Regions from separate parts of the Rattus norvegicus genome. Here region 2 is linked to region 1. The links are chromatin contacts, called in public Hi-C maps. All regions are on one chromosome and are shown on one strand. The core of a region is the stretch at or near the end of the contact, and the rest is flanking DNA. Distances in the headings are between cores, read along the strand shown.

Region 1 (7,255 bases), core at 2,628-5,127:
TATAGCATAAAACATCTGTATATGTACACCATTTGTCATGTATATGTATTATGACAACCATATGTATTAATAAACCTTCAAAAGGTAAGCACCTTTAATAAGGTAGTAATGCCTGTTTTGTGTAGTTTACTACTTCTGGACTTTCCTTTACATATGGTGACTGAGACAGAAACTAGAGCATAACTTACGGAGAAATAGGAACTGGATACAGACCCCACAGTAAAATGGCCATGTATACCACTGATTAGGGAAAGACCTAGAGAAACAAACTTTTAACTACTGGCCCCAAATGCCACCCACCATCCACTTAAGTTCCTTAGCAGTCAATTTTAATACAAAAATATCATCAAGCTGAAAATCAAGAACATTTATAGTAACTTAAAAACTGACAATATTTCAGTACTACACAAAACAGTTCTATATGCGGCTTGAAGTTTTAAAGCTCTTTGCTGGCACTTAACTTGGGTTGATAAACACTATAACTACTGATCTCAATAAAATACTTCCTTTAGCTTATACATATTTCCAAAACCGATATGACTTCACAAAACTTTAAAGAATAGATCACTTTCTGCTGATAAAGCCTCTAAGATGAATACTAAAACTATATAGCCAAAATATTTCAGGGAAGCAAACTTTTTAAGACAGTGCATGACCAATGAAGAAAAATTTACATTATTTACTCATGTCCAGTGAAGAAAAGGGTTGTTGTTCTGAGTCAACAAAGCACTTAACATGTACAGATCAAAACTGTGAATTTATAAAGCAAATTACCTCTCATTTTTTTGGTTTAGAAAGGAGTTGAAATAATTGATGACAATTCTAGAGTGGTTTTTTTTTTTCAAGGTAAGAAATAGGTCATATTTACCACATAGATATTTTTAAATTTTAAAGTAAAAACTTAAATTCTTTAGAAACAGTGGAATCCTGATTTTTTAAATTTTCTGTGACCTTGTAAGTCCACTGAACACATTATCAATATGGAATCACTACTTAGTAACCTTAATATTTCTTTCTTTGCAGAAAGGAAGGAGATCATACTAGATTTTTAACAAACTATAGCTGAGGATACTAAAATTTACTTAAAAATGTGATCTTTCATTATTCTGAAGGAAAATGTTAATACCTTCAAAATACAATTCTCATTCCAGTTTTTCTAGTAACAAACAAGACCTCATAGCACTAGGCAAAATTTAACTAAAACTAGGAAAATCAAAATATAAACGTACTAATTAACAGCAAAACAAAATCCACTAAACACCTTAATGAATTTATGTAGTTCACTATGCATATTTTAATCATGGATTTTTTTTTAGCACAGCAAATTATTGAAATAAGCTGATTTCAGAGACTTGTATGAATTTTGCATATTGTATTACTATTTCAAATTGCTACCCTTTCTAAACCAAATCTCCAGCCCTAATCAACTTTGTCTTTTCAGGAAAAGGGATATCATTTTAAGATAGATTCCATACAGTAGAAACAACATCTTTTTGTCTCGAAATATTTACAAAGAACCCTACTGATCTGGTGCATTTCGCTGAGGTGCAACCTGTACCCAGACTTCATCATCAGAAAAAGAACTTGAACTTCCTGACTCAGAGTCCAGTTCACTGAATCCATCTAAGTCCCATTCAGTGCTAGACTCACTTCTTGCATCATCTTCCTCAGTGATGAAACTCTGACCAGGTTCAAGACAGGAAGGATAAACTCGAGCACACAGGCAAATAAAGCCAGAGTCAAACTGCAAAAGGCCTAACATGGTACCTATATTAATCCATTGGTCTTCCCTAGTGTCGTATTCATATACTGTCACTCGGTTCTTTTTCCACTGTGGGGTGGTAGAAGTGATGAGCAGCAACTTTTGGTCATGATTGACGATCTGGTAGTTGTGGGTTTCTGAGTCCAGTGGAATATTACTGATCCGCCTCCACTCTCCTCTAGCCGGGTTGTAGACCTTCATGACTGGGATGTCACAAATACAATAGATTTCGTCTTTGAAGACACAGGCTTCTTGAAAGTCACTTCGTTTAAGAGATGCACAATTCAGCCACATGTTATGGCTAGGATCATAGCAGAGCATGCGCTTACTGTTGACAGCGTAAAGGTAATTCTGAACCACTATTAGTTCGAATGAATAAAAGGAATGCGGTACAGGAGCCACCAATGCCCACTGGTTCCTTTGAACACTGTAGCATTCCACTTCCTTTAGTTTAACTCCAGTAACTGGGTCTCGCCCACCCAAGATGTAAATGTAGCCGTTCAGATATGCCACATCCATGCCCTCTCGACACAGCAAGCGGTCTGCCAGCTGATGCCAACTATTTTGGGCTGGTTTATACACCCATAGGTCTTTCCTGGGTTGGGCGGCAAGATAGATGTCATGGTCTGGAGAGACACAAACAGCTGAAGATGTAATGGTCTTAGTGTGTGCCAAGCTGGTCAAAGGAGACGGCATTGTGTAGATATCTCCCGAATAAGGGTCATAACAGAGAAAGGGGTCTCGGGGGTGTCCAAAAAATATCACCATCTCTTTGGCACACATACCCAATCTTTGGGGTGGATTTTCCGCTACAGACACAACAGAGCTACTGGTGCTGCTGCTGTTACTGCTATTGTTGCTACTGCTGCTGTGGCTGCTGTTTGGCTTGGACACCACTGACTTGTACAACCTATCACCAAATCGCAGCTGCAGAAGGGCCCCTTCAATAACGTCCAGGCAGTATTTCTTCACAATAGGCTTGGTCAGTAACCCTCCCAGGTAGTCCTGATCTTCTGCAGGGAAGTGTGCCCAACGAATACACTTAAAGACTTCAGCAGCGCTAGGGCCCCGCTCTTTGGGAGCAGCCTCCAGCCACTGCACCGCCACGTGACACACAGTCTTCTCACTCTCTACATCCAGACTGTCCAGACGCAGGACGGCCAGCAGCTGGGCCAGGGTCAGATCGGCCAGCGTCTCCTCCCGAATGGAACCCATCCTGCTGAGCTGCTTGAAGTTGTGAGCTATGAAGGACTGGGCCTGAGAGCGCAGCTTGTGGTGGTCAAAGGCATCGGCAAACTTGAGGATGGCAGTGCAGTTGGTCAGGTCAAGTCGGCGAGCCAGGAAGGAAGCACAGGCTTCACGCACGTACTCCAGCTGGAGCATATCCGAGGCCGCGTACAGGCGCTGCACATTGGCCTCGCTCAGCGACACGCGGCCAGTGTAGCAGTAGTCCACCAAGACCTCGAAGGACTCGGCATCCACGTCGTGGATGGTCACGCTGGCCTGCTGGCTCTCGTACATGCCCCCTGTGAACATGCTCTTGAAGTAGGGGCAAGCCGCCGCCAGCACGTTGCGGTTGCACGAGAAGAGGCGCCCCGTGCCGGGCCCACTGCCAGGCGTCACCACCTCGATGGTCACATCGCACAGCAGACGCGCGTCGTAGAAAGACTTGAGCTGTGCCAGGAGGGCTGCAGAATGGGCCGTGTCCTTTAATTCCTCTGGGCCGGTGAAAAAGGCCGACACAGAGGGCTTGGAAATCCTCTTGGGCCGCCTCCCGCCGCGGGGACTGGCGAGGCGGCGAGAGCGCGGGGCGTCTTCCCGGGACTGCATGGTGGAGATGGCGGCGGGGCGCCGAGGGCGAGAACGGCTGCAGACGCCGGGCTTCTCCTCACGCCTCCCTCGCCGACGCCGACACAGCGGCGTCCCAGAACAGACTCAGCTCGCGGCCGCGATTACTCAGCTGGGCCTTCGCCGCGGTGCCGCCTCCCTTTATCGCGTAGCCCGCGGCTGACTCACCGTTTCCCTTCGCGCCCTTTCTCACCACAGCTCACCCTCACACGACCCTGGGATCCAGCCGCAGTAGCAGCTTCTGCCGCGCTGGCGAGACGGGTAGATGCCCAGACAAACTACCCTTCCCAGGTTGCCTTTCGCGTGTCTCGATGCATGACGGGATCCTTGGGCTCCGAAGCCGCCTTGCATCTTGGGAATTGTAGTTTACGTAACCTCTTAATCGTTTCTGTTATTGAATTCTTCACTGAGGTAGAAAGTGGATAGTATCCTGAATTTGATACGTTAAGTTTATTCCTTTCATAATGACAGACGCTTTTAATCCCAGCACCGGGGAGGCTGAGGCAGAACGATCCCTTCAGTTTGAGGACAGCTTGGTCTACATAGTAAGTTACAGTACAGCTTGAACTATGTAGAGAGAGCCCATCTCACTAAAATAAAATAAAATGGCTCTCAAGTCGAAAGTAAAAGTACCCAGTGTATTATATGATTGTATGACTTCCTTCTGAAAACTTTATCGAATTTGAAAACTGAGGATAGCACTATTTAGTTTGTGTGAAGACTGAATGGTATGTGCAATTTATAGAGTTCTTTCTTTTTATTAGAATAATTATTAAAGTCATAGATTGTCTTTAAAAATGTGAAATCAATCATTATTGTTTTACTTACTCTTATAGAAATATACCCACTAATTTGAAGAGATGAGACATTAAAGAAAACTGTAAATTTCTGCACATTCGGGTTTTTTCTTTTTCTTTCTGTTGTTGTGAGACAGGGCTTCTCCGTGTAAGCCCTGGCTGTCCTGGATCCACCGGCCTCAGCCTACCAGGTGCGAGGATTAAAGGCATGTGCCACCCACCACTCAGGAGGCAGAAGCAGGATAATCTCATTTGATGGAGACCAGCCTTATCTACAGAGAGAGTTCCAGAAGAGCTAGGGCCACACAAAGAGAAACCCTGTCTCAAGACAAAAAACCCTGCCCCAGAAAACCCTCAGAAGATACGTAGATTCATTAGGAAGCATTGGACAACTAATTTGAGGCCCTAAGAAGAGCACTGATGGATGCCCTTTAAATTTGTAGACTAGGTATAAACAAATAGGTGGTTTTGTTTTCCTTGTTATTACAGTTTAAATAGCAAACTGTCCTGTAAATACTTATGTGTCGGTGAGTTTGGTTAATAGGCTTTTGAGACGTGACTAGATTCTGAGGGCTCACCGCTATGCAACTGACGGATCCTTTCTAATAGTTTAATTAATTTGAATTTTTATTATGTTTTACTTACGCTGTGTGAGAGTGTGTGATACATGTCTGAAGGACAGAGTCGTTTTTCCTTCCACCATGTCGGTTCTGGTAATCCAACTCAGGTCTTGAGGCTTGGTAAGAAAAGAGTGCTTTTCCTAGCTGAGTCATCTCACCCACCTCCAGGTTAAAAGTGAGAAACCAGCAGTGGATAGCAATGCCGTGCTAAGGGGAGTTTTTCAGCAAGTGATTGAAGCAACTCATCAAAGTCAACAGTGTTAATGGACTCTGTTCCTTAAACTCTAAGGAAAACCATCAAGATAAATCTTAGCCCTAAAGGGAAGACTAAGAACTGCAAAGCTGCCAGGTATGGTGTCACCTGCCTGGAATCCTAGCACCAGAGAGGCAGGTTGGATCTCTGTGACTTCAAGGCCAGCCTGGTCTACACAGGGATTTCCAGGACAGACAGGGCTACATACAGAAAAACCTGTTTGGAAACAAACAAAAACTACAAAGCTTCTATTGGGGCTGGAGTTCTTGGGAGACACACAGCATTTAAATAAAACAATAAAAACACAAAGTGACAACCAAATCCCAAGTTTCTGCTCTTCCACAGTGTGGTGAAAATAAAAACGTAAGCACTCGTCTGGGGAAATAGCAGGTTCTATGTATACTGGCAAATAAAAACACACAAAGATGTCCAAGTCATTCGTTATCAGATGGATGCAAATTAACTTCACAAGAGTTCACCACACACTCTGCAGAGTCTCTAAATTAAAAGGAAAAACAATGCCTAATGCCTTTTGATCATAACTGCCAACAGAGGCCACTCTCGCCCCGTGGAAGCCTGGTGAGTGGGCGCCCTGTATGCATCCCTTCTGTTTCAAATACTTAGTAGCTATGAATTTGTCCCGAACCTGCCATGTAATATCTTAAATTAATTTAATCTAAGCGAGGCATGGTGGCGCAGACCTGTGCTCCCTTTGGAAGAAAATGCTCATGGTTTTCAAAAGTCCTAAAAGAAACAGTTGATTCATCTCATACCATCAATTTTTCATATTTTATTTTTCTTTTTGATGTTACAAGCTTATTTTCTACTTGGAGAGTTGGATTACTTACTGAAACCTAAAATAAACCTCTATGTCAAGAAATGTGAGTTTCTTTCATTAAAATGATTTCTATAAAAACTCTGTGGGCGCATCCAAACTTTATGAATATTTATTAAGTTTCCACACCTGTCTGTTTCCTGATTAAAGTCCACTTCATTTATATAACAATAATAAACCACATTTATTTCACTGATTGAAGGCTTTCATCCAAAAATTCAGCAATGGCCTCTTCATCTGCTGATTGAAGCAGTCTCTCAATTAGCTGATCCAGGCACTTCTCACCACGTAAAAATTCCTGATAACAGAGGAGTTATTTATGAAACCTGACTATACAGTTTGGATCTCAGGTGTGTTCCAAAAACCCATGTGGTAAACGATAGACCCTCATCTTTTATAAAGTGGTAGAAACCTAAAAGAGGCATGCCTAATGGAAGGTGTGCCCTGAATGGAACTGAAGGATACTAATGGATTCCTCTCCATTTTACCTCCAGGATATGAGGTAAATGGCTTCCTCTGCCACTCGTTCCCCACATGATGTTCTGTGCTGTCATAGGCCCAAAACAGGGGCCAGGTAGTCATGGTGTGGGAGAATAGCCCCACAGACTCCTAAGTTTAAATGCTCGTTCCCAGTTGGTAGATTGTTTAATATTAGGAAGTATGGCCTTAGTGGAGGAAGTATGTCTCTAGAGATGGGCTCTAAAAATGTCCAAGATGTCTAAAGCCTAAGCCAGACCCAGTTTCACACACTCTCTCGCTCTCTGCCTCATCTTGCACATAAGGCATAGCTCTTAGCTACTGCTCCAGCACCATGCATGCCTGCTGCCATGCTTCCCCCTACTGTGGTCATGGATTTATCCTCAGAAACGGTAGAAGCCCCCAGCTAGATGCCTTTCTTTTACAAGTTGCTTTGGTCATGGTATGTCTTCAGGGGACTGGAAGTGAGATTCGCAGTCTGAAGCCTTGAGACGGAGAGATAAGGCAATCTCTTCCCTTTTCAGGTTGCTTTTCTCAGGTATCTGTTACCCTGAGGGAAAGCAGACTAACACCCCCTGATAATAAAAAGAGAGAGCAAACAATTGTCTGTTTCTTCATAGTTATCACTAACAACAAAGGTTTACTAATATTCTGTGATATTAT
Region 2 (7,255 bases), core at 2,252-4,751, 180 kb before region 1:
CAAACAAACCACTAAGACAATGACTCACGATCTTAGTTAGCATGCTTTTAGTGCACCACTCTCTTTCAAGAGTTGCTGCCTACAGAAGCATGGTAGTCAATGGAAGCAGCACCTCAAGAGGCGACATCTCTGGTGCCAACACTTGAATCACAGCAGCAAAAGGCTATGAATTAGTGCAGACCTAAGCCAAACCTATTGTAAACAAGTCCAAAAATACACGTGCAGAAAATGAGTACTGTGGCTCCCGTGGTAGAGCAACTGAACAGCATCAATTCCACTGCCACAAGAAACGGGCAAGCAAAAACCACAGTGAGAAACACACCACTAACCGAACAATAATTGGGGGAGGGGGATGTAGGACATTAAAATTGAGACTTTAGATGGGTTTGGGCTGTAGGTCACTTGGTAGAATGCTTGCCTGGCATACATGAAGCCCTGGGTTTGATCCCTGTCACAGGCCTATAATCCTAGCATGCATAAGGGTCAGAAGTTCAGAGTCACCCTTAGTTACATATGACTTGAGGGTAGCTTAGGATACGTGAAACCCTGCCTCAGTAACAAATACGACTTTGAAGCTGGCGCTGTAGGAATAGGTGTAGAGGCAGACCATGCACTTAACATGCATGAGGACCTGGGCTCAAACCCCAGCAAAGCTTCAAAACAATTTTTTTTAATTAATACTAACTCTTAGTAAATTTTTAAATATTTAAGTTTTTAAGCCCTTTAAAAATGCTAAGGTTCAAAGAACCTCTGTGTGTGTGTGTGTGTGTGTGTGTGTGTGTGTGTGTGTGTGTGTGTGTGTGTATCCGGTTCCTCTTCTTTTCCCTACAGTTACCTAGCTAGGGTCTAAGCATAGAAACATCAGTCCATTTAACTAAGCACTGCTGGAGAGAAAAATGTCAGCACACTACATGTTTATCAATCTCAGCCTGTGCCCTCAACAAAGTGGCTTCCAAGTAGCTACTAGTTGGGGTATCATATAGCCCAGTCCTCTCCCTGCCAGATGACCTTAATCCCTTGAAACCAGAAACCTGCTGCTTCCAAGCTTCTTTGTTTTGAGCAAGTTAACCTTTTTATGCTGTACTTCAACTCCCTACTGAGTAAAAATGTAGCTAATGACAAGTGTGCAAGAATCCGTGCAGGAGAAAGCTTGCCCATCGTGAGCCCCAAGTGCTACCCTGAGAACATAGCAGTAAAGAATCAAGATACACAAAACCCCTGCTGTCTTGAGGCTATTTTCAGGCCTGATTTAGACAGAAAAACTAGTTCCTCTGAGCAGGATCATTTCAGGTGAAATCTAAAGAAACAGGCATCCCCGGGTAAACCAAGATATAGGGCAAGCGTATCTGGGGCAAAAGCAGCAGAAGCACCGGAAACAGTGTAGCTCTACAGAAAGAAATTCCAAGATGTCCACTGCACCAGGCACCCTGCTGGCCATTGTAAGTTGTTTGGACCTTCAGTATGAGGGAAGGTCATGGAAAGTTCTAGTAGGAAAGTGACATGATTCAACTGTCAGTCTGGCTACTGTATCATTAATACAGTAAAACAAAGCAGGACCAGAAACAGTGTCAGTCCCCCCCAAGAAACTCCTTTCCCCAAGTCTGGCATTTAGACAAAAGCCAGCACTCTTTCAAGGGCCTGAAGATAGTTCCTACTTGCTAAAGGAGCTTTCTCCTTATCTCTGGCAAAAGGAATGTAGGCTCTTCTATTAACAGGTTTCAGTGATGCCTATCAGCTTGTCAAGGTCAATGCTAGCCTCTACACTTCTCTCAGTCCCTCACAGGTACAGCTTACCATATAACTTAGATATCTCTCTCTCTCTCTCTCTCTCTCTCTCTCTCTCTCTCTCTCTCTCTCTCAGCTTTTTACCCTTGTGCCCATGTTCCACTGGTGCTCGTTTTCATTCAAAGTCCAGAATGTGTGGCAGCCAGAGGTTGTAGAGTACCACATTGAATACATTAGAAGGAACAGCATCTGCCAGTGATCCTAGGGTTTCCGGGGCAGCCTAGATCTGTACCCAGCATTCAATAAGCTTTCAATAATTTTTTGTTTCCTCCTCCTTTCTCAGGCCTCCCCCTACTCTCCATTTTGTTTTTATTTCCTTTGGCAGAAAATATAAAAAAATATTTGCCTCTGTAGCCCTAATCTCAAAGTCACTAATGCCTTGGTTTTTGTTTTCTTTTGAGGCAGGGTTTCTCTGTGGAATCCTGGCTGTCCTGGTACTCTCATGGTAGACCAGGTGAGCCTCAAACTCAAAGAAATTCACTCCCAAGTACTGGGATTAAAGGTGTGTGCCGCCAACAGCAGGCTCACTAATAATACCTTGCTCTCAAACCTGATGACCATTCCGTAGACTTAAGGATACAAAATGGAGCTTGTAACATTCAAGCAACAATGTAGCTATTCTAGTCTGCTAGCCTCTAGAAAAGCGGTTTCTCTAAGGCTCAGAACATAAAAATGTTGCCTTTTTCCAGTGATTCATGGAGCTCTGAAGTGTAGCAGAGTTTCACACATTCAAGGCTAGCCTCAACTCACTAAGTTACTGTGGATGACCTTTAATTTCTGATCCTAGTGCATTCATCGCCTGAGTACCAGAATTACAGGCCTGTACCACCATAGTGGATATGTGCTGATAACTCTCCAGAATCCAGCTAGCGCTCCTAACATCCATACAAAGCTAGTTTGTTCTAGACTTCACCTGAAATGAACCAAAGGAAATTCATATAATATTAAAAATGTAGGCAGGGTTTATTTACTAGTACATCCCAAGCCTTCTCAGGATCCAAACCTTGAGATTAGTCTAGGTAAAAAACACGTTTTAATAAACAATTGTATAAAGAACAAGCAGTCATCTGTAAAGTTGCAGGCACAGAAGGGAAAACGTTCTTTAGTAAACTTAATTAAGGACACTTAACAGTACCTGACACATAAGGGCAAACATAACTGTTAAAGTAAAAAATAATACATCAAGCCCGATTTTCGCCTTTTCCTTGATCATAAATGCCATTATAAGAGCAATCACGGAGGGTAACTATGTGTCCAAGAAATAAATAGGAGGGAGGTACCCCCACCAGGAGCTTGTGGAGAGGAGGGACAAGATCTATAGCAAAGGGATTACTAGGGGACAAAGAAATGGATCTTAATCTAGGGACTGAGACACATTGAAAATTGTAGCTCTGGTCCCACGAAGGTAATGCTGGGAAGAGGCGGAGTCTATAGGAACCCAACAGTCCCAGTGCAAAAGAAGCAGAAATGAGCTCACTCACCTCTAACGCCGCCTGGGGGTCCCCGTCGATCAGAGCATCTGGGAAGCTCTGGAAAAACCTGCCAGGAAAACAACGACTTCAGCAGGGCTGTCTAACCAAGGAAAGAATTGAACGACAAATAGCAAAGGTGAAGAAAATCACGCACCGCTGGGACGATGCAGGTCCTGCTGCAGCTGCCGCCATCCCTAGGAGTCACGAAAGCGTCTGCCTGAGCGTTTTCTACCTTGGTTACCAGCTCCGCCGCCGCCCAGGAGGGGAAAACTTCTAAAGAAACCCCAACTGAGCTTCCGTCCTCCGTGGCCAATCAGCGATCGCTCAGCATGCGGCCGCGGAAAAGGAGGCGCAGGGTGGGCAGGTAGGCGCAGGGCCGGCTGGGAAAGAGGAGGAAACGCTCTCCGGCCCCGCCCCTACCCGTGACGCGCACAAGGTCCCGCCCCGAGGGCGTGGCCACGAGGCCTGTGCCTGTCCGCATGCCCGGGGCGGGGGCTCCCGCATGACTTGTAGGCTTTTTAATATTGTTTCAAAGGCCGCTGTAAGGTACTGGAACCCGTTGCGGGGTTTCTCGTATTGTTAAAGCGTGTCACGTTAAGCTCTGTTTCCTCCGGTTTTCATCATGGCTACCGCAGGCGGCCAAGTTGTGCGTGACGTCATTCGTGGCTGCCAAGTCTCTTCCGGCAGCGAGCCGGGTATGGCGCATCAGTTCGCTCGACTATCCGTGGAGAACCCGGACGGGCTGGCTCGCCGGAAGTCACGTTACCGGCATGAAGAATGGAGTTTTCCGGAGGCCCAACCAGGTCCTAGTGCTCCACACTCCAAGCTTCCTTCCTAGTCCGCTTTCCAAACTAAGAAAAGCCTGTTTCGCAGGCACCGCGTGGATGAAAATGACCTACAACTAATGGTCTTGTGTTCCAAGTAACCAATGAGCATCCCCCATCCCCCGCCATCCTTAGAGCCAAACATCAACTGGGAAACTTCCTGCGAGTTCTTTGAGACTAAGTGGTAAGAAGCAACAGGAAAGAGTGGCAATTATAGGTTCAGCGGAGCAAGTAGCAGAATTAAAATATCCGCTGCATTAAGACTGCACACCAAACTTGATTTAAAAGCTGTTAATACGCTCAGAAAGTCTTTTTACGAAATGCATTTTAGCAGGTGAAATGAATAAGGCGGTCCATGGTTTCTTCAATCATGGTATGTAAGACCTCAGGTCTGGAAATATGACAGTCCACGAAGAAAAAAATTACAGTTTAGGCATTTGCGTACATCTCCCCACTGTTAAACTGGCCCACTTTTCTAAGTTCTTACTTTAAAAGAGCTTTTCTAGCACATTTTCCATACTAGCCAAACTCCTGATTGTGCTTGCTAGTTATCCTGGGTATGCTCATTTTTTGTTAAAAACTCCCACCTACCACTCACCCCTTGCAGATGCAAAAAGTAGGGGTGGGAGGGCATTTGAAAACACGGAGAAACGAGTCCATTTTCAAGATAGAAAAAACGAGTCCGTATTCAAGATGGAAAAAATGGAAGTTACAAAGATTTAAGTACGTGTGGGATCATCAAGAGATAGAAGTGTGGAATACTACAAAGTTTAAAGTGTAACAAATTTGCAACCTGTAGGTATATACCATCTATATTGTAAATGAGTGGTTGGAAGGGGGAAAAGAAGGGCTGATAGAAGATAACAGGTCAAAGAAAGGAATCTGAACCCACTTGTAGGAATGGAGAAGTAGGGAGAGACAATTGAGGCAGAACAGGGCCAGCTGGCCACTAAACTCAAAGAGGTGCAGGTTTCAGGTTTGAGTGATTGCTGAGAAGATCGAGTTAGCTGAAGTAAACTGAAGCTAAGCAGGTTTGTAAGGGAAGGTAGAGAGTTTCCATTTGGATCTTTCCCATTTAAGGTTGTTTTGTGTACCCAGCAGACACCAAACAGAAGCATAAAGATGAGGATTGTCTTCTGCCTAAATGTCTTGAAAGCAAATGTTCATGTTGTTCAGTTTGCAGTTCTTTATATCTTAATATCGTCTACAACAAGTTTTCACGTAGATCAACTTATAATCATTTCCTTTGTGCCAGCTGTGAGACTGCCTACTCAAAGGCTACTGAAACATGTCGATTGCTCACTTTCCACATTTAAGTTTATCTACTTGGACTTTATTATTATTATTATTATTATTATTATTATTATTATTATTATTATATAAGTACACTGCAGATGTCTTCAGACATACCAGAAGAGGGCGTCAGACCCCATTACAGATGGTTTGTGAGCCACCATGTGGTTGCTGGGATTTGAACTCAGGACCTCTGGAAGAGGAATCAGTGCTCTAACCACTGAGCCATCTCTCCAGCCCTACTTGGACGTTTTAACAAAGAATAAAAGTTCATTATTTTATCCTCCACACAGATACCAATTAACCCAACCCCACTTACTGAAAAGAATCTTCATTTCCCCTTAGACGTGATGGCCACTTCATCTCTCCATTCAAAAGTCAAGGCATCTTCTTGGAAACAGAGGTGCCAGGCTTACCAGCACATTCATTTCGAATTTTCTAGACCCTAAAACTCTAACGTTCCTGTGCCTAGTAAATGACCCTGTCTTAGAGTTCGTGTTATAGTGGCACAAATGAATTGCTATCCTCCTAGTCAGTGAGAAACACTACTGACCTGAGTTAAAAGACTTGGTTTACTGTCTGGTGAGGCGGCTCAGTGGGTAAATGTACTTGTTACACAAGCCTGGAGAACTGAGTTTGCTCCCCGGGGCTTAGGTAAAGGTGGAAGGAGAGAACCATCTTCACAAAGTTCGCTGACTCTCTCCACCTCTGTGTATGGGTTTGTGTGTCTCTCACAATAACCAGATATAATTTAGCTGGGCTTTGTGACACACACTTTTAATCTCGAATTGTGAGTCTGAGGCAAGAATTGCGAAAAGTGCAAGATCAGCTTGGGTTATAGAATGATTCAAAGTCAGACAGAACTATACATTGAGACCCCCTCTTGAGAAAAGTTTGTTGCAAGTTGTTTATAGTATACTAATATATATGTAATATATATATATATATTATATATATATAAAATGTCATTAGTAGGCTGGAGAGATGGCTCAGAGGTTAAGAGCACGAGCTGTTCTCCCAGGGAATCAGAGGTTCAATTCCTCCGCACACACATGGCAGCTCACGCACATCTATAACTCTCATCTCAGAGGATCCAACACCTCCAGGCGTCAATGAGTACTTCACAAATGTGGCTCATGAGGGTTTGTACTGCTGTGACAAAACACCATAACCAGAAAGAAGTATGGTGAGGAGGAAAAGGTTTCTATTAAGTCCACATTGCTGTCCCTCACTGAAGGAAGTCAGAACAGGCACACAAATGGCATGAACCTGAAGGCTGAGCTGATGCAGAAGCCATAGAAGGATGCTGCTTACTGGCCTGCTCCCAAGCCTTGCTCATCCTGCCTTCTTACAGAACCAAAGACCACCTGCCCAGGTATGGCACGACCCACAGTGGGCTGGGCCCTTCCCCATTAATCACAAATTTAGAAAATGCCCTACCACTGGATCTCATGAAGGCATTTCCTCAACTGAGACTCCTTTCTCTGTGATGACTAGCTTGTGTCAAGTTGACACAAAATCAGCCAATACACCCATACATACATGCACATGTGCAGACAAACAGGTGGTGGTTTGAATGAGAATAGCCCCATAGTCTCTTAGATTTGAATGCTTGGACACTGGGGAGTGGCCCTATTTGAAAAACAAAACAAACACACAAACAAAAAACTAGGATTGGGAAGTGAGGCCCTGTTGGAGAAAGTGTGTCTGTGGGAATGGGTTTTGAGATTTTAAGGGCCCAAGCCAGGGCCAGTGCTGCCTTCCAATGTGGATGTAGACCTCTCAGCTACCGTATATCTTCCTGTATGTTGCCATGCTCTCCACCATGAGGACAGTAGACTAACCCTCTGACAGTGTAAGTAACCCCCAATTAATGTTTTC

The links. A called contact is a pair of places that touch in the nucleus more often than the background predicts.
Region 2: a Hi-C map of liver shows a contact between it and region 1, with 2.9 times the contacts expected there. The contact joins the promoter of Sugt1 here to the promoter of Kbtbd7 in region 1. A contact is called at or near these places in 3 of 12 Hi-C or Micro-C datasets (frontal cortex, liver and mammary epithelial cells).

Annotation. Positions count from the first base shown.
Region 1 is chr15:61,212,579-61,219,833 of GRCr8, reverse strand. It overlaps Kbtbd7 (kelch repeat and BTB domain containing 7), which reads right to left and starts at 3,877. Exons shown (of 1, transcript NM_001302944.1): 1 at 1-3,877. The coding sequence starts at 3,592. The coding sequence ends at 1,520. Mtrf1 (mitochondrial translation release factor 1) reads right to left here. Exons shown (of 11, transcript NM_001399523.1): 11 at 6,056-6,413. The coding sequence ends at 6,300.
Region 2 is chr15:61,396,724-61,403,978 of GRCr8, reverse strand. Sugt1 (SGT1 homolog, MIS12 kinetochore complex assembly cochaperone) reads right to left here and starts at 3,501. Exons shown (of 13, transcript NM_001013051.1): 1 at 3,412-3,501; 2 at 3,267-3,324. The coding sequence starts at 3,449.